Regions from separate parts of the Sus scrofa genome. Here all the other regions are linked to region 3. The links are chromatin contacts, called in public HiChIP or PLAC-seq maps. All regions are on one chromosome and are shown on one strand. Each heading gives the region's core, a stretch centred on a gene start, on an enhancer-like site or on the middle of the called end of the contact. The rest is flanking DNA. Distances are from core to core; before and after follow the strand shown.

Region 1 (2,700 bases), core at 21-2,520, 160 kb before region 3:
ACAACTGTGAGCACCAACGTGACCACCACAGCGCACTGAGCAAGGTCACGTGAAGGTGAGTGTGAAGAGGGGGTCTTGGATTTCTCCACAGCATCTTCTGACCCAGGAAGAAGGGCTCCCCTGGAGGGCAATCAGGTGCCTGCCTGATGACCTGAGGGCTATTCTGGCAGTTTCACACTTTCCACAGGGGAAACAAGCCTCCTGTGAGCCTGAAATTCTGCCTGGAGGCTCAGCATTGTGGAGACCTCCTGAGACACCCTGTGGAACCAGTTCTAGAGTAATTCATTTATGCCCCAGGACGCCCGGGCCTGTAGGGAAAGCACACACAAGTTCTCTGAGCCTACGGCACTGTCACACACATGATGGCTTTGTACGAACACAGGTGGCAGGGACACAACACTCACCGGGCCGCACAGACTGCACCAGAACGATGCGATCCCCACTGACTGTGAAGCCAAAGCCATGCTGGTCCTTTTGGATGATGACACAGCGTTGAACAAGACCTGGTGAGAGGTAAGAAGGAGAAAGAAGGGGTTGGGTAGGAACTGTCATTGCAAAGTTAGTGCACACGAGCCAAGACCAACCCAGGAAAAACCCGGTGCGTTTCTTCTTCCAAGAAGCCTTTCCAGACTGAACCAGATTCCCCAGACCTATCTATCCTGTCCAAACACACTACTGCACTGCATGCTTTTCTCAGTGATCGACAAAACCCTCTCATCAACTTTGTATTCTATACAAGAAATTCCCTTCTCTGAGGCGCTGAGATGTCTGTCTCTCTTGTGTGTCTGTTTTTTTAGGTCTGTTTGGATGAGACTGACCAAAGAAGGAGCATAGCCAACTCCAGGCTGAAGACTAATATCACAGGGAGTTCCCACTGTGGCTCAGCAGGTTAGGAATCTACTGACATTGTCTCTATGAGGATGCAGGTTCAGTCCCTGGCCTCGTTCAGTGGGTTAAGGATTCAGGGTTGCCACAAGCTGCAGCGCTGGCCCCAGATGTGGCTCAGATTTGTTGGCTGTGGCTTAGGCTTCAGCTGCAGCTCCAATTCAATCCCTAGCCTAGGCACTTCCATATGCCACAGGTGCAGCCATTAAAAAAGAGAAAACAAAAAACAAAAAACTAATATTACAGAGAAACAGCCCTGTGATTGAAGCCTAAATGAGACTGGAAGTTTTCCATCAAATTATGTCCAATGAATTCAGCAGGAGGGACACCAGTGCTTGTTGACTCTCTGAGAAGTTGGCTAAGTCATGTGGGGTGACTCAGGGCTGGCCCCTTGCCAAATCCAGGGAAGGATAAATGACAAGAGAAAACCCCTTCTGTCACATGTACAACCATATGCAGACCGTAGGAAAAAAGAAAGAAAGGCTAGGAGTTCCTGTTGTGGTGCAGCAGAAACGAATCCGACCAGTGTCTGGGAGGATATGGGTTTGATCCCTGGCCTCGCTCAGTGAGTCAGGGATCCAGCATTGTCCTTGAGCTGTGGTGCAGGTTGCAGATGGGCTCAGATCCTGCGTTGCTGTGGCTATGGTGTAGGCTGGCGGCTACAGCTCTGATTCGACCCCTAGCCTGGGAACTTCCTTATGCCATGGGTGCGGCCCTAAAAAGCAAAAAAGAAAAAGAAAAATAACTGTAACTCCCAACGGTCTCCATCCCTGTGGGTGTGTACGCGACATCGTGCGTGTATGTAGGTATATATGTGTGACTGTTTCCCGTAACGGATAAAGCACGAGTTCTAGAATTAAGCCCCTTCTGGTTTCAGGTCCTGGTTTTGTCTCCGACAAGCTTGCACACTTGGTAAATTTCTTAACCCATCTGGGTCTCAGCTTCCTCATCTATAAAATAGGGATAATAAAAGTCCGCTTTCTACCATTGATAAAAGGACTGAAGCGGGCAATTTGTACAAAACATATAACACGATACGAGTTCAATATAAAGGTTAAGCTGTTTAACATCTGCGCTCTGCAGATCTATGTGGGCTAACACGCCTGTGTCCATGTGTTAATGCCTGAGAAGGTGCTTACCTGCTGTCTCAGAGGTGTCAGAGGGTTGGCGGTGGTGGGAAGGGGACTTGCGTTCGGGTGCTGAATCTCCCAAAGACAGGCTACTTAACCTGGAGAAAGAGCAAGAAAAGCACATCAGTGAACTGGGCAGAGAGCGACCAGCCTTGCAGGAGAAGGAAGCTCTGTGAAAAGGGGCCCTAGGTCTTGGGTAACGAGAGACTGACCCTCTCACCCTGTAACCCGCTCAATCTAGTGGGAGATGAGCCACATCTACCCCACTGGCAATACCACCTATCTGGACTCCTAGGCTGGCAGGGCAAGCATGATCTCTTTAATACCCAGCAAGGCGTGAAGGGAAATAGCCCATCCTGGAGTCAGGAGACAAAGAGACAATAGCAAGAACAGGGTGTGCACAAATACACACGCTTGGTGGGTCTTACCAGGCTGCAATGGGGCTGATGGAACAGAACGGAGGCAGCAGAGAAAATGAATGCGAGAAAAAGACAGGAGAAAAACAAACAGCTAGTTAGTTTTAGGCGATGATTTGCAAGGAGGGGGAGACTGCAAGGGTGGGTCAAAACACACAGAAGCCCACAGGGACACAGCAGAGCACTGCACTGGCTGTAGCACAATCTCCCTCACTGAGCTTTGTCCCTTGGGCCCTCTCCTAGGGTAACGAGGCCTTCAGTTGAGTAAC
Region 2 (2,727 bases), core at 58-2,557, 140 kb after region 3:
CTGAGTGGTTGGTTTACCAGGAACTCACTGCTGCTGACTCTGCTCATCACCCTCAGCTTCAGACTCCTGTTGTCATATCATAATCCACCCTCTTAGGGCCTGGCCACGTGACTCCCCCCACCCCCCAGCCCCCTGTTTACATCAACCCTCTGGACCCAGAGTCATCTGACCAGAAGCGGTCATGGAAGGAGTCATCTCTTTCCTTCTCAGTCCTGTTTGCTTCCCTCCCCAATGCAGAGACCCCCCCACCCCAACTTTACATGAATCTCTAGATACATGTGAGGAGTGACCTGGAGACAACCTAGGCAGGCAATGGGCTCACTTCTACTCATTTTGTCCTTCTGCCTTGCACTATCATGCTCTTGGTAAAATTCTATGTATGAGAAGCTTATTTTTGCTCTTTTTAAATTAACTCCAAGGCTTTCGCCATGTCTAACATCCCTAGAGCACTCACACGCAGACTCAGGAGCCTGAATCTTACATCACGCTGGACTGGTCTTCAGCTTACACCTGCCTTGGGCTCCATCAGGAAGAGACCCTGGCCGTAGGCGCCTAAGCTACATCTTATCCTATTCCTGCAGCCCCTCCCCTCCTGCTGGCCGTGTGTGCTCTACCTGTACCCTGCAGGTCATCCTGAGCTCCTTCTCCAAGGTGTCTTCTTGCTTTATTTCAGTTTTCACATGTTCTGTTCTGTTCTTCTTGATGAAAGAAAATGCTTCTTAAGGGCCTCTGTATTGTAGCACATACAACCTGCACTGAAATGACTTCTGCTTCTATCTTCCCACTATAGTTTGGGTTCCTTCAGGACAATGACTTTGTCTCCTACCTTTACATCCCAATGGTGCTGCACACAGTAGGCACTCACGGCATGTGCGTGTTTTTTGAATGGTGACCTTATGTTGGAAGACACCCTTCCAGGAAATCTATGACAGTTTGGTCTTCAGCCACCAGGTGGCACTAGTGCCCAGGTGCTGCTGGTGGGCAGAGAAGGAGGATGTTTTGAAGGGAGGCTTAGATGCTGGTTGCGGGTGGTGCTGGTGGGTGGTGAAGTCTTTCTCTTTTCTCTCCCAGATTGCCTTGGTCTTCTCAGAGCTTTTCTTACAAAATACCATAGATTGGATGGCTTAAACAACAGGGATTTATTTTCTTATTCTGGAGTTTGTGAAGTCCAAGATCAAGTCTCGTCTGTGTCACTTCCTGGTGAGGGCTCTCTTCCTGCTTGCTGTCTCCCTGTTGTCTCCTTACAGAGTGAGGAAGGAATGCTCTCGTATCTCTTCCTCTCCTTTAAGGGCACTAATACCATCATGGGGCTCTATCTTCACGACCTCACCTGAAAGTAACCACCTCCTAATACCGCTACATTTGGGGTTAGGACTTTCACACAGAAATTTTGTGGGGACAAAATATTCAGACCTTAACACTGACCACAGGGACAACAGGTGTGGTTGGAACTAGATCCAGGAGGGGGTGGCAGGTTGATTGGTAGAGCATCAGTTCAGATGTAAAGACATGGTCCAGGATTTAGCAATTAGTGGCCAAGTCCCTGGGCAATATGAGCCCAGGTCGGAAGTCAACAGTGGATTCCCATGGAGGAGAGTCCATGTTTGTGATTACGATGGCACGAAATACTCTAGGCTGTGATTTGGTTCCACGTGGGAGGTGGTACAGGACTAGAAGTGAAGGGGATACCATTGGGAAAGGGGGACCCTTGAGGATTCTATGTCTCAGATCTGAGCTCTTGATCCAGATAAGAAACTTCTTAGGTGGAACAGCCTCAGAGAAGGGGAGGCTGTGCCCTGCCCCTTAAGACAAGACTCTGAGAAGTGAAGGTGGATTGCTTGGGGTGTGGGTGGGAGATGAGACTCAGGGGTTTTCCTGGGGCTGGGGTTCATTTGGGGAGGAGGGGGGAAACACCCAGCTCTGGAGAGGCTATTCTGATACTTGGAAGTGGAGTCGGCTTTGAAGGATGGTGAGAAGACCCCAAGTCAGCGGCAAACCCTGCTTTCCCAATTAGGTCTCTGTCTCCCTTTCCATCCTCACTCCTTTGCCTCTCTGAGCTCAGGTTTTTGTTTTGTTGTTTATTTCTGCAGAATGTTGATAGTCTCCTTCCTGCTTCTCTGAGCAGTTTGGAAACAGCCTGAGAGGAAGGATGTATAGCACTTTGGAACTTGTACCAGGCGTTTTCTGCCTGGTTCTCATCTTGAGTGCTCACAGCTGGGCACCTGCCTTCCCTGTTGTGTGACCCTGAGGGTGTCACCCAGCCTCCCTGAACCTCCAATTTCTCATGAGCCCAATGAGGTTGTTAACAGGACAGAGCTCATCAAGTTACAGCAAAGCTCAAACAAAATAATGTATCACTCAGTGCCTAACATAAATATTCATTAAATAACACCTATTTGAAGACAGTCTAACATTTTATTATTTTAATTTTCAAAAAAAAAATTGTGACACAAACCAGTTTTCCTTATGTTCTTTTTGGAAAATAATCCTGATGACAAAGATCACGTAATATACATATGATTAAAAATTTAGACAAATGGGAGTTCCCATTGTGGCTCAGCAGTAACGAACCTGACTAGTAAGCACGAGGATGTGGGTTTGATTCCTGATCTCACTCAGTGGGTTAAGGATCCAGCGTTGCCATGAGCTGTGGTGTAGGTCGAAGACAAGGCTGGGATTCTGCATTCTTGTGGCTGTGCTGTGGCTGTGGCTGTGGTGTAGGCTGGC
Region 3 (2,732 bases), core at 38-2,537:
GACCTGCTGGCCGAGAACAGGAAGTTGGGAGATTGGATGGCTTGGGGTTGAAAAGAAAGTGGAAGAGGAGATGCAAAGGTCAGGTTTAGGCAGGTGGTGATAGAGGCATGAGGACACTGGAACTAGGATTCCGTGCTGTGAAAAATCCACTGGCAGCTCCCCCACCCCCTCTCCACACGGACTGGCTTGTGACCTGACGTCAAAGTCCCTGCCCTGGACTTGTTACTAATGGGAGACCTGAGACACACCCAGGAAACCACAGTGCTTAGAACACTTACACAGCCACCTTTCAGCACCCAGAAGAGAAAAGGGTGTCTGGTCATTGTGGCGGCGATGAGGAGCCCTGGAGTGAGGGGGTGGGGAGAGGTCCGTCTAGGAGAGCTTCCTGGAGGAGGAGGAGGAGGAGGAGGAGGAGGCTCAGCCTTGGTCAGGAAGGGCAGCTAGCTGCAAAGAGGGAGACAGAATGTGGGGTGGGGGTGCTCACTGAGGAAAGAGGAGGCTTCCCGTCCTTGGCTGGGATTCTGGACCCGGTCCCCTAAGCCGTCAGCGGGAGTGCTGGAGAAGAGACACATCACAGCTGTTGTGAGGGGGCTCGGAACGAGATCTCTAGGGAGACAGGACAAGAATAACTCTTCTAATGCCCAGCACCATCCCATGCTCGCTGCCTTCTCTCCTGCGGAGGCTTTGCTTTCTGCCACGTGGACACCCCTCACTCTCACTCCCTCTTTTGCTTTCCCCAGCTTTCCACCCCAGCAGACTGTGGGGAGGCGGGACCACCACGTCCCAGCGTGTGGGGGAGAGGGGGCTTTGCCAGCGGTCTCCTCCCTCCCCTCAGCCCATCACGATTCCTTCCTCCTGGTCCTGCGGAGGTGCCGTCTGTGTCTCCCGGCCCCCAGCCCGCTCCCTCCACTGTGCCCCCAGCCCTCACCCTCTCCCCTGAGCAGAACGGCAGTGATAAACCTGCTACCCACGAAGTCTTCACTTCCTGAGGTTGAACGAGGTCACCTCTCTCCCTCTAGGGCTTGGGCCCTGCTCCCTGGTGTCTTCCCAGCCCCCCTCCTTGGCATGCCCATCCCCTCTGCTGTCCCGAGGGCTCTGCAGCAACCTGGCCTGGCCTGGCCTGGTGGGGTTGGGAGTCCTGGCGGGGTTGGGAGTCCTGGCGGGGCTGGGAGTCCTGGCGGGGCTGACAGTCCTGGCGGGAGGGGAAGCTCAGTTTCTGGGATTTCCCCGGCCTCCGGCCAGCAGGAAGTCGGCCTGGGAGAGAGAGGGGAAACCTTATTCTTGGCTCCCAGCCAGCTGCTAAGCATGACCAAAGTTCAGGGGAGGAGCCTCTTTCCCTGGTCAGCTGGGGACTCCCACTGACCTCTGCTATTCAGGTTTGGGGGTTTAGGCCTCAGAGGCCCAGACAGCAGTGTGAGAGGAGGGCCAAGAGGGCCAGGGAGGCGCTGGATGCTGTGGCTGAGAGAGCCTGGGGGCTCACCCCACCTGCACACCCCATCCTGGCCTTCCCTGTCCCTTGGCTCCTGGGGCAGTGGGGTGGGGGCCGTGTGGTCGTCTCCTCTCCCTGATGCGTGTATGCCAGGTGGATGTGGCCTGGGCACGGAGCCCCGATAAGGGGCCGCAGCAGCACCGCCCTCCCCAGCCCTGCAGGACCCCATGTGGCCCAGAGCAGAGTGGGCGAGTGTGCAGGGTCCACCCATCTCATGCTGACACATCCAGGGATTGGGGGCAGGAAAGGAGGGAACCTGGAATCATTTCTGCTGATGCCTCAATTTTGCCCTCTCCAGGGCTGCTGCAGCTGGAAGGTGATAAACCCTGCGAGTGGGGCCGTGGGGGACCTGCCTCCTTTCCCAGTGGCTCTGAGCGGGGGTTAAGGTCTCCCTCTCCTCTCCCAATCTCGCCTCTGCCCATACTCCCTGGTTGCCCTGTTCCCTGGCTCCAAATGAGCCCCTGGGGACCCCCTCAGCAGCAAACACAACAGGGAAAGAGCAAGAGCCGGCCCACGGGGAGCAGGGCAGACAACACTGTGACTGTGCACATTCTGCACCCCCGCCCCCCCGCCCTCAGGGCCCCCCCCCACCTCCCACTCCTCCACCCTCCAAACCCGGGTGGGGGCCCTTTCAGAGCTCTTGGGGCTGGGCTGTCCCACCCGACTTCAGCTTTGGCAGAGGACAGAGAGAGAGAGACAGAGAAAGAGAGACAGAGACACAGAGAGAAACAGAGACAGAGAGAGAGAGGGAGAGAGAAACAGAGACAGAGAGACAGAGGAAGGAAGAGAGAGAGAGCTATAACAAGAGGGCAAACATGTGTGGGAAAGAGCCACTGTGCAGGCTGGGGTTGGTGTCAGCCGGGTTGGGCGGCCCTGGGGAGCCAAGATCTGGGAGTTTCCAAGGATGGAGGAAAACGCTAGGCCATCGCCCCCTGGTGGATAGTGTTGCAGCTGCAGCCACCCAGAGCCAGGTTCTGCGGCTGTGGCCACCTGGGCGGTCTTTCCTGGACATTTGGAGATGGAGCGGAGAGCACAGCCCTGCACAAGACCCAGGCAAGGTCTGCACTAGAAAGAGTTGGGCTTGAGAACTGTACAGGAACCAAGTTCTATTCCAATGCCCACTCACCCTGTCCACCTCATTTTCTCAGTGGTCCAGCAAGTGGTGGGTTACCACCCAGTCTTTGAGGCCCCTTCTGGCTCAGGCACCTGAGATTCTAAGACAAGGTGGATCTAATCTGGCTCT
Region 4 (2,700 bases), core at 94-2,593, 200 kb before region 3:
TAGAATATATTAATCACTTAATTGTATGCATATGGACCTTGTTGATGGGAAATAAACCTGTCTAGTTCTAAGTGCTAATAAGCCTTTTTGGGTTACTATCTATTATATGTATATATATATATATACATATAATATATAGTACATATATATATATATATTTTGCTTTTTAGGGCTGCACCTGAGGCATATGGAAGTTCCCAGGCTAGGGAGTCAAATCAGAGCTCCAGCTGCCAGCCTAAGCCATAGCCCCATAGCAAGCCAGGATCCAAGACACATCTGCGACCTACACCACAGCTCAAGGCAATGCCGGATCCTTAACCCACTGAGTGGGGCAGGGATCGAATCTGCATCATCATGGATACTAGTCAGGTTTGTTCCTGCTGAGGTTTGTTCCCACAACAGGAACTTCCTATATATTTATTTTTAATACACAGATTCTAGAAGATATCAGGTCCTCTAACATACATGGGTTAGGGTCATTGTTTTTAACTGTTGCAAAGTTAGGAGTCTAAAGAGACAGAGGTGCTACAGTGAAGGGCTTAAGTAAAGGAGATGACAGAAATTAAAATACCCCAAAGCAAAACTGTTAAAGGCTCATTATTAACTAAACAAAACAAAACCAAAAAAACCCCTCACATAACATTCAAAAATAAGGATTTTTATAATTTTTTCAATTGAAAACAAAATCTGAGGAATTCGTATGGGACATTTCAACATGTGAGGGTTTTCCTCACTGACACAGAGCCCTGGATTTTGGAGCCCCATCCATGGAAAGGTGACAATGAGGGAGAAAGGCCTCAGGCCATGGAACAGTCTCTGAGGGCCCAGAAGCTGGTCTCTGCAGGCACCTAGAGGAGCTGCTCCTGGGGGGCAGCGCCCCAGCCCCACCCACCCTGCATCAGGCAGGCAGAATCCTGTGCCCAGCGTGAGGACAGGAACCCCTGGGCAGGGCTTTGTGCCACAGGGAGCTTCTACAGCAATGGAGGTGCATATAAGAGCAATGGGGTGAGGAAAGGGAAGGAAGAAGGAGAGCCAGGGCAGGAGGAGACGAAGAAGGAGAGGAGAAGGGCAGACAGGACTTGGGAAATGGAAACTCAATGCTAATGCAAAGAAAAACCCAAAGAAAATGGTCCTTTTACCTTCCACAGGGGACAAGGGAATATGAAATGCTAAAAGAAAACAAACAAAAACAAAAGTAAACCATGAAAAGTCGAATTAATGTTTCAAGAGTCAAAATAAAAATTATATCAAGCAGGAAAATGAAAGGTAGTGGCAAAAATCAGGGCTGAGCTAGCGAGTCCCCGCCTTCCCCCACTTCCTCCAAGGCAGCAATTTCCGGAAAGGCAGCTGGCCCCGGGCCATCGCCCTTCCCGGGTTCCCAACACTAATTCTGGGGTCTTAAGATAGTGACTGGGAGGGCCAGCAGCAACGTTCAGAGATGACACACAGCTGGGAAGAATGGGTGACAAGCTCAATGGAGGTCTGGTTACCAATGGCATGAGGGGAACCTCTGGGGCCCCAACCTGCCCCCTTTCTACCTAATTCTGCTAAACAGTAATTGAAACTCACTATCAAGGGCCCATCCTAACACACAGGCCCTCAGGACAGACCAATCCCAGGGATGAAGGCGAAGCAGGCACTGACTGTCAATAGGGCAATCTTGCCCAGGGGGAAAGTTCCTCTTCATGGCTGCTCAGTACCTACAACCGGCTTTGAGTTTCTAGACCCATGGACTGGCTCGGCCTCCTTGGCTCTGCAGCAGTTACCTGTACCTCAGGCGCCTGTGCTGGGGGTGGCGAAGGGAGAAGACAGGAGCGCTGAGGGCAGGCTGCGATCTCGGAGTCTGGGCCTGTGGCTCCCAGATGCACAGGAAGACCCTCTGCCCATGAATTGGCCTGTGAAGGAGCTGGGATCCCCGCCCAGTGCCTTCTCCCCAAATACTCACTGCTCTGGGAAGAGCCTTTGGGCTTCCCGATGTACTTGAGGATTGGGTTTCGCTTCTTGTCCTCCAAGGCATCCTTTTCTTTCTTGGAATTGCTGCTCTGCTGAGACAAAAGACGCTAGGGTTTGGAGAAGGTCCCAGTACCCTAACTTGGCCATGGATCCCCCTGTCACTGCCCCAATGACGGGCCCTAAACAAGTAACTGGAAGACAGACTCATGCCTGTACCCAGGACCAGCACATGTGCTTCTGGCCTGGGGCTGGAGGAAGGGAGAGCATGGCTCTAGCCTGGGGATTCTCAATGACTCCACGTCCAAAGGCAGCTAGACCCCAGTTTGCCTCAGTGCAGGGGGCCACACCCAGAGATGCAGGGGGCCACACCCAGAGATGGCTGCTTTCTGGGGCAGCTCTGTCACCTTCTTGGTCTTCGGGAAGAAGGGTAGCCACTTGTCCTTGTCAGGAGCAGACTGGGCCTTTTCAGCTGCGTTGGAAGGTCGTGTTTCTCGAAGGCGGATCCCCGCATGGCTCATGTAGGTGTTGAGGGCGAAGTCCATGGGGGCACTGCGAGAGGAACGGGGGTGAGAAAGCTCAGCAGGTGGCAGAGCCCGAACTCTGCTGCACAAAATCTCGCCACCACCCGGTGGGTGGCGAAGAGCCAGGGTGTTCGGAAGGACGCCTGGGATATTCAAATGGGACAGCAGGCAGAAGCCAGCAAAAGTCTTGGCTGTCATGACTTCTAGAAGTTGTGTTCTTTTCCTA

Evidence for each region. HiChIP or PLAC-seq counts read pairs in DNA pulled down with a chosen protein or histone mark.
Region 1: a contact with region 3 is called in an H3K27ac HiChIP or PLAC-seq map of alveolar macrophages. The contact joins two enhancer-like sites. A contact is called at or near these places in 1 of 47 Hi-C or Micro-C datasets (embryonic fibroblasts) and 1 of 2 datasets of contacts at active chromatin or transcription factors (alveolar macrophages).
Region 2: a contact with region 3 is called in an H3K27ac HiChIP or PLAC-seq map of alveolar macrophages. The contact joins two enhancer-like sites. A contact is called at or near these places in 1 of 47 Hi-C or Micro-C datasets (alveolar macrophages) and 1 of 2 datasets of contacts at active chromatin or transcription factors (alveolar macrophages).
Region 4: an H3K27ac HiChIP or PLAC-seq map of alveolar macrophages shows a contact between it and region 3. The contact joins two enhancer-like sites.

The regions. Positions count from the first base shown.
Region 1 is chr4:93,105,426-93,108,125 of Sscrofa11.1, reverse strand. It overlaps ARHGEF11 (rho guanine nucleotide exchange factor 11), which reads right to left. Exons shown (of 42, transcript XM_021089647.1): 3 at 2,444-2,458; 4 at 2,025-2,113; 5 at 405-503. Among named protein-coding and RNA genes, the nearest start is that of ARHGEF11, 61 kb to the right of the region's middle. Within about 2 kb of position 1,270, at least 2 of the 83 cell types and tissues checked have an H3K27ac peak or open chromatin away from gene starts, as enhancers often do. A contact at or near this core is called in alveolar macrophages, where this site is marked.
Region 2 is chr4:92,801,706-92,804,432 of Sscrofa11.1, reverse strand. No RefSeq gene overlaps it. Among named protein-coding and RNA genes, the nearest start is that of ETV3, 160 kb to the left of the region's middle. Within about 2 kb of position 1,307, at least 17 of the 83 cell types and tissues checked have an H3K27ac peak or open chromatin away from gene starts, as enhancers often do. A contact at or near this core is called in alveolar macrophages, where this site is marked.
Region 3 is chr4:92,941,231-92,943,962 of Sscrofa11.1, reverse strand. No RefSeq gene overlaps it. Among named protein-coding and RNA genes, the nearest start is that of ETV3, 22 kb to the left of the region's middle. Within about 2 kb of position 1,287, at least 47 of the 83 cell types and tissues checked have an H3K27ac peak or open chromatin away from gene starts, as enhancers often do. A contact at or near this core is called in alveolar macrophages, where this site is marked.
Region 4 is chr4:93,137,689-93,140,388 of Sscrofa11.1, reverse strand. It overlaps ARHGEF11 (rho guanine nucleotide exchange factor 11), which reads right to left. Exons shown (of 42, transcript XM_021089647.1): 21 at 2,358-2,502; 22 at 1,946-2,045; 23 at 1,140-1,169. Among named protein-coding and RNA genes, the nearest start is that of LRRC71, 37 kb to the left of the region's middle. Within about 2 kb of position 1,343, at least 4 of the 83 cell types and tissues checked have an H3K27ac peak or open chromatin away from gene starts, as enhancers often do. A contact at or near this core is called in alveolar macrophages, where this site is marked.